2 separate regions of the Zea mays genome follow, and region 2 is linked to region 1. The links are chromatin contacts, called in public Hi-C maps. All regions are on one chromosome and are shown on one strand. The core of a region is the stretch at or near the end of the contact, and the rest is flanking DNA. Distances in the headings are between cores, read along the strand shown.

Region 1 (4,950 bases), core at 1,538-4,037:
CTAGTATCCGCAACCGCGCAACAGCACAACCATTTTGCATGTTGTCACATAATAACAGCTTACGGAGCAACACTGTGATCCTCTGAGAAGGACAAAATGAGGTTTTGCTGATTGTTGTGCGCTACGGCCTTGTTGGAAAATGTCCTGACGGGTGCTACATAGGGGGTGTTTGGTTAGAGATAGGGGGTGTTTGGTTAGAGGGACTAAAGATTAGTCTCTAGTTTTTAGTCCCATTTAGTCCCTTTTTTTCCAAACACTAGGACTAAAATATGGACTAAAATGATTTAGTCTTTAGTCCTTCACATAGGTGCTAAAAGAGACTAAAAGCCCATAATTATCATGTTGCCCTTACCTTTTTTATAGATAACTAATATTGTGAGTATATTCTAAGGGTATTTGAGTCTTTGGACAATGTATTTAATGACTTTAGAATCTATTTAGTCCCTAGAACCAAACATGTAGGGACTAAAGTTTAGTCCTAGGACTAAAGTTTAGTCCTAGGACTAATTGAAACCAAACATGGCCATAGTCTGACCATTTTTATGAAGCACGCAACATATGTCCTTTAATAAAACTAGATCACATATTTTTACATTTGATACTGAAGCTCTAGTCTGGAGAGTAAAATAAGTAGAGAAAGACAGATTTGATAATTGGTCAAACCAGAGTAACCTGCTCCATTTAAACTAAAAACGGAACCGCAACAATGAAATATGCATTACTGCAACTACATTACAATAAAGCAACTTACCTTAGATTGCATGAAGGATCAAACTGTTTGTTCCTAACCATCCACCAACCACCACGAAGAGAAATACCAGGTCTTCATGGTGCTGCTGCTCAAGCGTCCGAGGTCAGAGCAGGGTATATGGCACCCATGGCCTGGTATATATATATCCATAAGAAATGTAGTGCAGTCGAAGCATGGGCTGATGGGTGCTCCGTAGCTTTTGGTTTGTTGGCTAGTTAGTTCAAAGCAAACCCCAGCTTGACGCTCATCAGCCTCAGCCTTCACCTTCCACATGTTGGCTTTTGCAACTCCTTTAAGCAATGCCATCCCATCCCCTTCTAGTTTACTCAAGATACATGCGACTTCTCCAGAGCTTAACGGGCGATGGTGAAATACTTGCAATCAAAGAATAGAATGATCAAAAGAGGGACTGGTTGAAGTTACATATAACCTTCTGAAGTCTACTGCCCACCCAACTATCTGCACCTTATTCGAGATTTAGACAGTTTATATCAAGGCAAGGCAATAAACTGTTGTGAAGAAACAATTGGGCAGATGTGATGACAGGCTTCACACCTTTTCAATAATACAAAACAACAGATAACACCGAATTCAGTTGAGATAAAAGTTAAAGATTGAATGCCAATCCATGGCGTTCAAAAGCATCAAAGGTGGCATGGAACATATTTACGCCAGCAAGCGTGATGGTTGGTTCCAAGAGTAATAAATCCATCAATTGATTGTCGTGTCGACAAAATAATGCCATCAATCCGGCAAATGTTTGCCATTAAGTGTTTAAGAATCGAACATCATAATGTAATTTGGTTCTGGACAGGAGATATGATATATGATATATCCATGCACCATGGGCTGATCCCTCTAAAAGGGGTCATCTGCCCAAGCTCGGCACATGCACATCGGCTTTCACTTCCTTCGCGCATACAATATGGCAACAACAGCTGATATCCCAATTACAGCGGCTGGGATCGACCAATATTGCACCACGTCGTCCATAAGCTTCCTGGCAAATCCCGTGTCCTGTTCCTTTCTGAAAACCTCCATCTCAGGAATCTCAGGAGTTGGGTCCGAGTCCAACTCCCCAACGAAGTAGTCCTGCATTAGCTCCTTGGCACTCTTGCTGTGCCCTGCATCGTCAAATTCTTCTGTAGCATCCTTACCTTCAGACAGAATGACACCGAGTCAAACAAACCATAATACAGAAACTAATACCACATGGATAATAAGTGCAGGAAAAGTGAACCAGGGAAGCAGCACCGGTTGCTTCGAGCAGAACATCGGCGCCCCCAGGATGGTCCTCCAAATACTTGGTCACATCATAAATCTGCATCGCATGTACCAGCAGACAATCAGTTTATGTAGCGATAAGTTCAGTGCACCATATCTCAACTCTACTTGAAATGATGCTTCAATTGATGCAACTGCGCTGGCAATTAGTGAGAAACCAGAGGAAATTCTGAGACAGCAGCACGATCAACCATAGCTAGTTTACCACGCCATCCCAATCTCCCAAACGGCCAAACCTCGCCACCAGAATGCCGCTAGTATTGGCAAGATCAGATGCACAACAAGCCGCACATGATAGCAAAGGCCTCCCAGACATTCCATCGAACACGTTGCGAGAGAAATAGCATCGGAACTTCGAACAGTATGCCCTCCCTCCCTCCCTCCCCACGGGTTTACATCTCTACCTACCGCTGCATACAGCGCACCTACATACCTATCTACAGCAAGGGCGGATGAGGAAGGGATACAGTGGCGGCTGGCGCTACCTTGCCGTCGACGACGACCCAGCAGTCGTCGGGCGTGTTGTGGAGGGCAGCCTCCTTCATGCTGTACAGCTTTGTCAGCGTCGGCATCTACGTCCCCTCGCGACTCCTCCCTGTATCAACCTAATCGAATCGGCGGTGACAAGGAGGCGGCGACTATATTATATGAGGGGCCGGGGCAACGACCGCCGCGGCTTGCCGGGGAGGAAGAGACTGCAGCAGCCTACACGGCTCGGGTCTTGGGATCCTCGCCTGTGTTGCTATCTTGTAGCGGAAGAAGAACATGTTTGGAGGCGGAGGGGTGGGGGTGCTACAGGGTACTTGCCGTCTGCTTTGGTGGTCTTCTTGGGCTGCTAGGGTTATTTTTTCCCTCACGGCCCATGGGCTGATTAGAAATCGTCTTTAGACATACCGTGTTGGAGGCCTGAAACATCTATCTAGCAGCACTTGATCAGCAATTAATAATAGACAATGAGTATAGAACTGTACCAAGAAACCCTGAGATTTAAAAAGTGATTGATATACGTCTCGTTATTGATGGGTATAGACACCTACCTCTAAAAGAAATAGACATTTACCTAATAAATCATCTTAGGTAAGAATTGTACCATGGTGATTTATTGCTTCGTTATTGATGGGTATAGAACTGTACTAGGATGCGGTTTTTTTTTGAGAAGGATAAGAGGGCTGTTGGAGTAACAAAAATCAGTTTTGACATAAATTTACATCTTCTTTTGGAGTTTCTCTAACAGACTTATTTTTCACTAATGTTTAATATTTCTTCATTGTATATCCGTATATATTTGCTGCTGGTTATGGTTATGAGCCAGGAAGGTGTCAGCGTCCACGAATACAATACAACTTAAGTATTCATGCAATAGATAACATTTGGAGCTAGTTTGATAACTCCATTTTTCTAAGTGATTAATATTTTCACAATGAAAAATAAATTAATTTTTCTTGATAAAATAGAAATCTTTTACGTCTTGTTTGGATCATTGGAATTGAATTCCATTATAATAATAGTAATTTAGACATATATCAATTAAACTAATTCAATTTTATGCAAAATATATCAATATACTATTATTAGCAAGATGTAGGAGATGTTTATTTGCTTTATTTTTACTATAAAGAAGTGAGTCGAAGATCATCTTGCAAGTTACAGAGTAGAAACAAATTCTAGTAATACATAAAATCATTTCTCATCCTCTACCCACAAATTTGAGATAAGTTTATATCAGAATTTTGAAAATAATGGAATATGAAATCTCAAGCTAAATAGGTTACTTTATTAAGTGAAATTTCAATTCCTCTAAAATAAAAAGATCTAAACGTCTCGTTAGAAAAAAATATGGTTATCAAACTAGTTTATCCGCCATTCTGACTTGGCGTTATGGCAGTTAGCACGTATGAGCCGATACGAATAACTTTTTTTACGGCATGGTGGCTGGTGGGTGGGGGCTGAGTGTGCCTTTGCCAAATGGCGAGTGGGTCGGACTGGGCTGGGGCAGTGCCGCAGTGGGGTGGGGGCGTGGCCAGTGGCCACTAGCCACTGCCGCTCCAGCGCCAGCGCCTCCTCGAAGCCAATTCCGATGCATCCGCCTGCCACGACGCCACGTTTCGAGCTCGCGGTGGCGCCGGCCGCCGAGCACGGTGCGCGGCCACCGAAGGCACAAGGAACGGGAGGCACGGCAAGGACGCCCGGCGCTTGCCGCGAGCGAGGCAGGACACTCGCTGTCGCGCGCGCTCCGCAGCGGCCCAGCCTGCAAAGCATGGCGCTGCAGCAGCGATGGACGTTCGATACGACTGATGACGGATGGACGGCGACGCGGCCGTGCTCTGCGCCTTGCCTGTCTCGTCGGGCTACGGCCGGAATTGTGCCCGGCCGCTCCCGCGCCTAGGCCCGGCATCATGTCTCTCCGACGCTCCTCCCTACCGGCCCGGCCGGTGCCGGCGAAACGCAAACTAAAATCATGGCCGCCTTTTCTTCAGGTCTCCTCTGCTCTACGCGCGTACGTACGTAATAAATATGGCTCCGGCGGGCTTCCTCTGCTGAATCCTTTCTTTTGTTTCTGACTTTTCTCACAATGGTTTCGCTTTCTCTGCAGGCTCTAGCGGTCCAGCCTCTAGTGCCGTGGCCTATACGTACCTTTTGTCTAGTGTCATCACTGGTAGGGAACTAGACGTACAAACAAGTACCACCTCTCACGTTCACTTGAATTACTGTTTCACTTTACGCTGATGCACCCGTGTACTCTCTCTCTCTCCCACAATCAGGGTACTTTGGGAGACCCAAAACTGGAGGAATTAGAGGGCCTAATATCACCTCCTTATTTAATTTTAAATAAGAAGAGAATTTTAACCTCTCTAATCCCCTCCGATTTTTGGACTCTCAAACTAGCCCTGACTGTTTGAATTTAACTAATTTAC
Region 2 (5,198 bases), core at 2,070-4,569, 180 kb after region 1:
CGACTTCCTCTTCAGCCTCGCCTCGCGCTCGGCCGGCAGGCTCCTCTTCCTCCCACCGTTGTTATTGTTCTCTTGCTCGCCGCCGTCGATGGATGCGTTCCTCGCCTCGCCTTTCCTCTTCCTCTCGTTGCAAGCCGCTTCAGGGGCCTCAGGAGTGTTCTTAGCGTGATCCAGCTTCTTGTTCAGGGAGTTTGAGATCCTCAGGATGTGGTTCTCCTTCTCGCTCATCACCTTCGTGTTTGCAGGAGTCGCAACGACGACGCGGGACTCCACTGCCGTCATGTTTGTGTCCTGCTCCTTCGCCTGCTTTCAAGTTCTCTTAGCTGACATGTGGAGGCGCCAAGCTCCGGGTTATTCAAGATTTCTTAAATAAATGCAGTACAAATTGAGGCAGCTGTGAGAAAGAAGGCTACCTTAATCTGAAGCATTGACTCGGTTCTATGAGTCTCCAACAGCTCATGTCCTACTACTAATTAAGAATGCAGTGTGAGAGCGGCCATGCCTCCGCCTCCCGCGCGTGATGCCCCAACGGTCTCACACCGACGCAGAGCTCGTCCACCGTGCACCGCCGCGTCGCCGTGATTGCCGCTATATCCCCGCAGGACTGCAGGAGGAGAGAGTGACATGCGAAATATGGTCTGGCTCTGGCTCTGGCCATACAGCAGCCGAGCCAACCACCCAGCAGAGGTCGCAAACGCATCAATGGTTTGCTCTGCAGCGTGGCGAGCGATCGCAGGCACATGCAGTAGTAGTCGAAAAGAGGGACGACAGGTTTGGCTCGAATCGGAAGACCAGTTGGCACGCAACTGCAGTTTTCATTTCGTTTAAAAAAGACGCCAAATATCATATGCTGCCTTTTAGATTTGGAATGGACAAGTACCACGCAGTTCGTGGTGGCCAACTGGCCATGGCCAATGCACGATCCACACTGCCGACCACCGGGATTCGCTGCTCAAAGGTGTAGTACTTATCCATTCAAGGACTGCGCAGACGGATTGGAGCCACACCTATCAACACTAATATTTTGTTGAATATTTTATATGTCGTTGCAACGTACGGGCATCTAACTAGTAGAGAAAATATGTTTTGTTACACTAGTAGTTATTGGCTTATCTCTCGCCTATTCCAGAAGTAGTGATGGGCGGCTCTCATTAAATGTCAGTTTTGCTCGTCAACATGATGTGTATGTACACACGATCGTATATTCATACACATCACGGTTTCTGAGTATATATATATATATATATATATATATATATATATATATATATATATATATATATATATATATATATATATATATATATATATATATATATATATATATATATATATATATATATATATATATATATATATTACACATTTAGAATATGAATGTATTTGTTTACACTAAATTGGTTGCATTCAAGGCAATCTGTACATTACAATACACGTGACCATCACACGTAAAGGTCCAACTAATACCTCAGCGACATTCTTATGGCTGGGAGTACAATACATAGTGCTTGGCGTGGGTCGTGATTTCGACTATATCACTATACATATAACCATCTATCATGTGATTATGGCCCTGTTTGGCACAGCTTATTTTCAGCTTCTTCACAAATTTAAGCTGAAGTCCTGCCAAACAGTCAGCTTCTGCAGCAGCTTATCAGTTCAGCTGCTTCTCAAAATGAACTAAAAGCAGCCAACAAGCAGAAGCTGCTTCTTACCAGCTTATCAGATAAGCTGCTTTTTCAACAAGCAGCAGTTGTCCCAAACAGGGCCTATATACAATCTTATAATAAGTATTATCTCCATTCTCGAATATTTATCGTTCGCTTGTTTAAAAATGGAGGAGTCAAATATATATGCCATGCACGAGCACGCTTGTCTTGGATGACGTAACAGCATCATGCGTACTGTATGCTGTGCGATGGTTACGTTGGTGGACGCGATCGGCGCTCTAGACGGGGTAGGACGGCAGCTTGGCGAGACCGCAGACGCCCTCCCCGCGGACGCCGCGGCGGATCCGGACGTATCCGCCCTCGCCCCACGACGCGCCCCAGGAGTTCTTCATCAGCCAGTACCTTGTGCCGTCGTTCGCCGTGCCGTACCCGACGGCCGTGATGGCGTGGTTGAGGTCCGTGCCGCAGGCCCCGCCCAGCACGCCGCTGTCGTAGAAGCGGAACGCCATGTCCTCGCCGTTGATGGCCACGGACACGGGCTGGTTGGCCACGGCGGCCGCGAGCGCGGCCTCGTTGTTGCGCGGCACGTCCTCGTGGCCCCGGATGGACGCGGCCCGCGCGGCGGCGGCGGACGAGCGGCAGGGCCCGTCCCGGCCCTGGTACGGGTAGCCCGACTCCGAGGCCAGCCCGCCGCGGCGCGCGACGAACTGGAAGGCGTTGTCCATGAGGCCGCCGTCGCAGCCCTGGTCCACGCCGCTGACGTCACAGTCCACCAGCTCCTGCTCCGACAGCGACACCAGCCGCCCCGTCCGGATCTTGTTCAGCCCTTCCACCGCCGCCACCGCCGAGAACGCCCAGCAGCAGCCTGCGTGCGTGTGTGTTGACGTGTTGTGCATGGCTACGTTGGATTAATTGCCTAAAAATACTGGGAACCTTTTAACTTAATTGGTCCTTCATTCAGAAAAAAGGTAGCTAGATGGAGACGTATCCACGGCCACGCACGGTAGGTTTTGATCGTTCACTATTCAGAATGCATGCATCGTGCATGTGCGCAGGTGGTGTTTCCGTGTTTGCATGGTCGTTCTCGTTCGTAGGTACGTACCGCACGCTCCCTGGTCCTTGACGCCGGTGACGGCACCCATGGCCCGCCAGTCCACGCTCTGCGCCGCGTCCGCCAGGCTGAAGTTCTCGTACCTGAACCGGCCGGCGCCCGCGGACGGCGCCGGGCGCGGCCGGAGCCCGGTCCTGGCCGCGCGGAACTCCTCGACGGTGAGGTCGGCGAACCTGTTGGTCGCCAGCCGGTGGCTGTGCGTCCCTGCGGCGTTGAACGAGTCGATCAGCTCCGCGTTGGCCCGGAACACCTCCAGCCGCCGCGCCTTCTCGGCCTCATCCTTGTACGCGCGCCCGTGCTCCGCCATCCACTTCTCGTGCCGCGACGCCATCGCGGCGGCGGCCGCCGCGAGCGCGCGGGGAGCGGCGGCGGTGCACAGTACGGCGCTGCCCACGACGAGGACGGCGAGGAGGAACCGTGACGCGGACATATTTTTTTGGGGGGGTATGCTAGTGTATTTAGCTATGTAGTTAGTGTGTCTTGTGTGTGCAATGCTAGTGTGTCGTCGTCTTTAGCTCATGTCATGTGACCTAGCTAGCTTAGCTGGTGCTTGGCCAAACCCTGCAATGCAGGAAGGGGTTTATATAGCAGTACGTTCAGGAGGTAGCCGGAAAGGACCCAAAAGGATTTAAGTTAGGCATGGTTAACTGTGACTCCATTGTCAGTGTTAGCAGGAGGGGAGAGAGTTAGCCTAACAAATTATATATCCATGGATCAGGAGAAAAGAGGCGTCAAGTAAGCTCCCACCATGGACGATTATTATCACAGCCATCGTATTCAGGGCACTCGTTCTCTTGAAAAGGATCCAAAATTCATAAGCATATATGCATGTAGGACATAATTCTGATGTAGCTGGTGGTGGACACGCCGTTTTTTCTTTTATCTTTCAACGAGTGAGACTGGCGAGGACATGGAGTCCACACTTGCGCTGCTGGCCAGGGCTAGCTCTGCTCTGCTGGTTGAAACGAAACACTTGGGGTTGGACTGGTGACGTGAGCGAGCGGCTCTCCTTGACCGAGACGTACGTGACCGTGAGTGGTTTGCTGGATTCCTATTTCCTACGGCAGCCTCGGAATCTCTTGGCTGGCTAGCTTGCAGTCACTGGGTCTCTTATCCTCGCAGAGATTGGGATCGGACATTTCGTGGATGCAAATTAAAATGCCTAGCTAGGTGTCGCTTGCCGCTTGGTATTTAGTGATATATATATATATATATATATATATATATATATATATATATATATATATATATATATATATATATATATATATAACGACAAATAAAAAGAAATGGAGAGAGTATCACTAAATACTACGCATGACATAATCCCATACGACGCATGATTGCACCCCAACGAACGAGCTTTCTACTTGCAGCTGACAGGATCCACGTCGCCGTCGGCGTCGCGGTATCTTCCGTTTGTACACGCAACGCAAGGCATGATGACCAATAACCAGCTCGACGCGCGGGAGCTGAATCCGAGCGAGAATCGTCAACACATATAGGGCCCGGGCCGGCCGCCTCCCCGGTGTCCATTACCGGTCCTCCCAGTCCCAGATGAGATTCCGGTTGGGTTCCTGTCACTGCCTAGCTACCTTGCTTTGTGTCACTCATCAATCATCATCACTCACTCTCTCAACAGTCCCCATGATACCGACCCAACTCACCCGTACCGTAAATGCTTCCGTTTAAGATAAGAACCATACTACCTTTCTTTCATTTTGATGACGATATCATTAGGGCATGTACAGTGGGTGTTTTAAGTTGTGTCTTACAGTGTGTCTAGGGGGGTGAATGTAAAAAAACTCAAGACACGTATCTTGACGAAGACACAGTGTCTTAGCTCTATGTTCGAGACAGGAGACTAGCTGATTGGTCACTTTAATTTATTGAATGCTCTGATTGGTACAATAAATATCGTAAGACACATGTTTTAGACATGACCACTGTATTATGTTGTGTTTTAGTTGTATCTTATACTTGGAGTACTGTGCAGCAGTATCTGGGTTGTACATGCCCTTAGTCAATTAGCAGTCCGAGCCCAGTCATTATTTGGAGACTAGTTCATACATTTTCTGGGTGCAACAAGTTTGTGAAAAACGACGGCGCTCCATCCTATGCTCTAGTAAAATCTCATTGGGGGGGGTCCCGTCGGTCCCCGGAGCAGAGCAGCCGCACGAGCTGACGCGTCATGCCTCCAGAACCGGTCTTTGTCAGCTGGATAGGTGCCTCGGTCCGAGCGCTCGCTGGCCGCCGGCTGCTCCTTCCATTGTGTGCAGTGCAGGACGTTCCGATTCCGACGTCAGAGGTCAGATCAAACGTGGAGCTTTCTGCGTCGTGACATCAGCTCCTCCTTTTCTTTTCTTTTCTCTCTCCCATTCGTGCTGAACGACGACGGCTGCTGCTGGAAGCAACAC

What was found. A called contact is a pair of places that touch in the nucleus more often than the background predicts.
Region 2: a contact with region 1 is called in a Hi-C map of leaf, with 4 times the contacts expected there. The contact joins the promoter of LOC100284926 here to the promoter of LOC103625878 in region 1. A contact is called at or near these places in 18 of 25 Hi-C or Micro-C datasets (bundle sheath, ear, leaf and 5 more) and 2 of 3 datasets of contacts at active chromatin or transcription factors (leaf and seedling).

Annotation. Positions count from the first base shown.
Region 1 is chr5:7,367,499-7,372,448 of Zm-B73-REFERENCE-NAM-5.0, forward strand. It overlaps LOC103625878 (cytochrome b5), which reads right to left and starts at 2,788. Exons shown (of 3, transcript NM_001301558.2): 1 at 2,521-2,788; 2 at 2,006-2,072; 3 at 1,439-1,908. The coding sequence starts at 2,607. The coding sequence ends at 1,655.
Region 2 is chr5:7,546,764-7,551,961 of Zm-B73-REFERENCE-NAM-5.0, forward strand. It overlaps LOC100284926 (cysteine protease 1), which reads right to left and starts at 3,320. Exons shown (of 2, transcript NM_001372148.1): 1 at 2,773-3,320; 2 at 1,409-2,535. The coding sequence starts at 3,211. The coding sequence ends at 1,949. LOC103627981 reads right to left here and starts at 282. Exons shown (of 4, transcript XM_020537701.1): 1 at 1-282. The coding sequence starts at 282. It also overlaps a transcript of LOC100279325 not described here.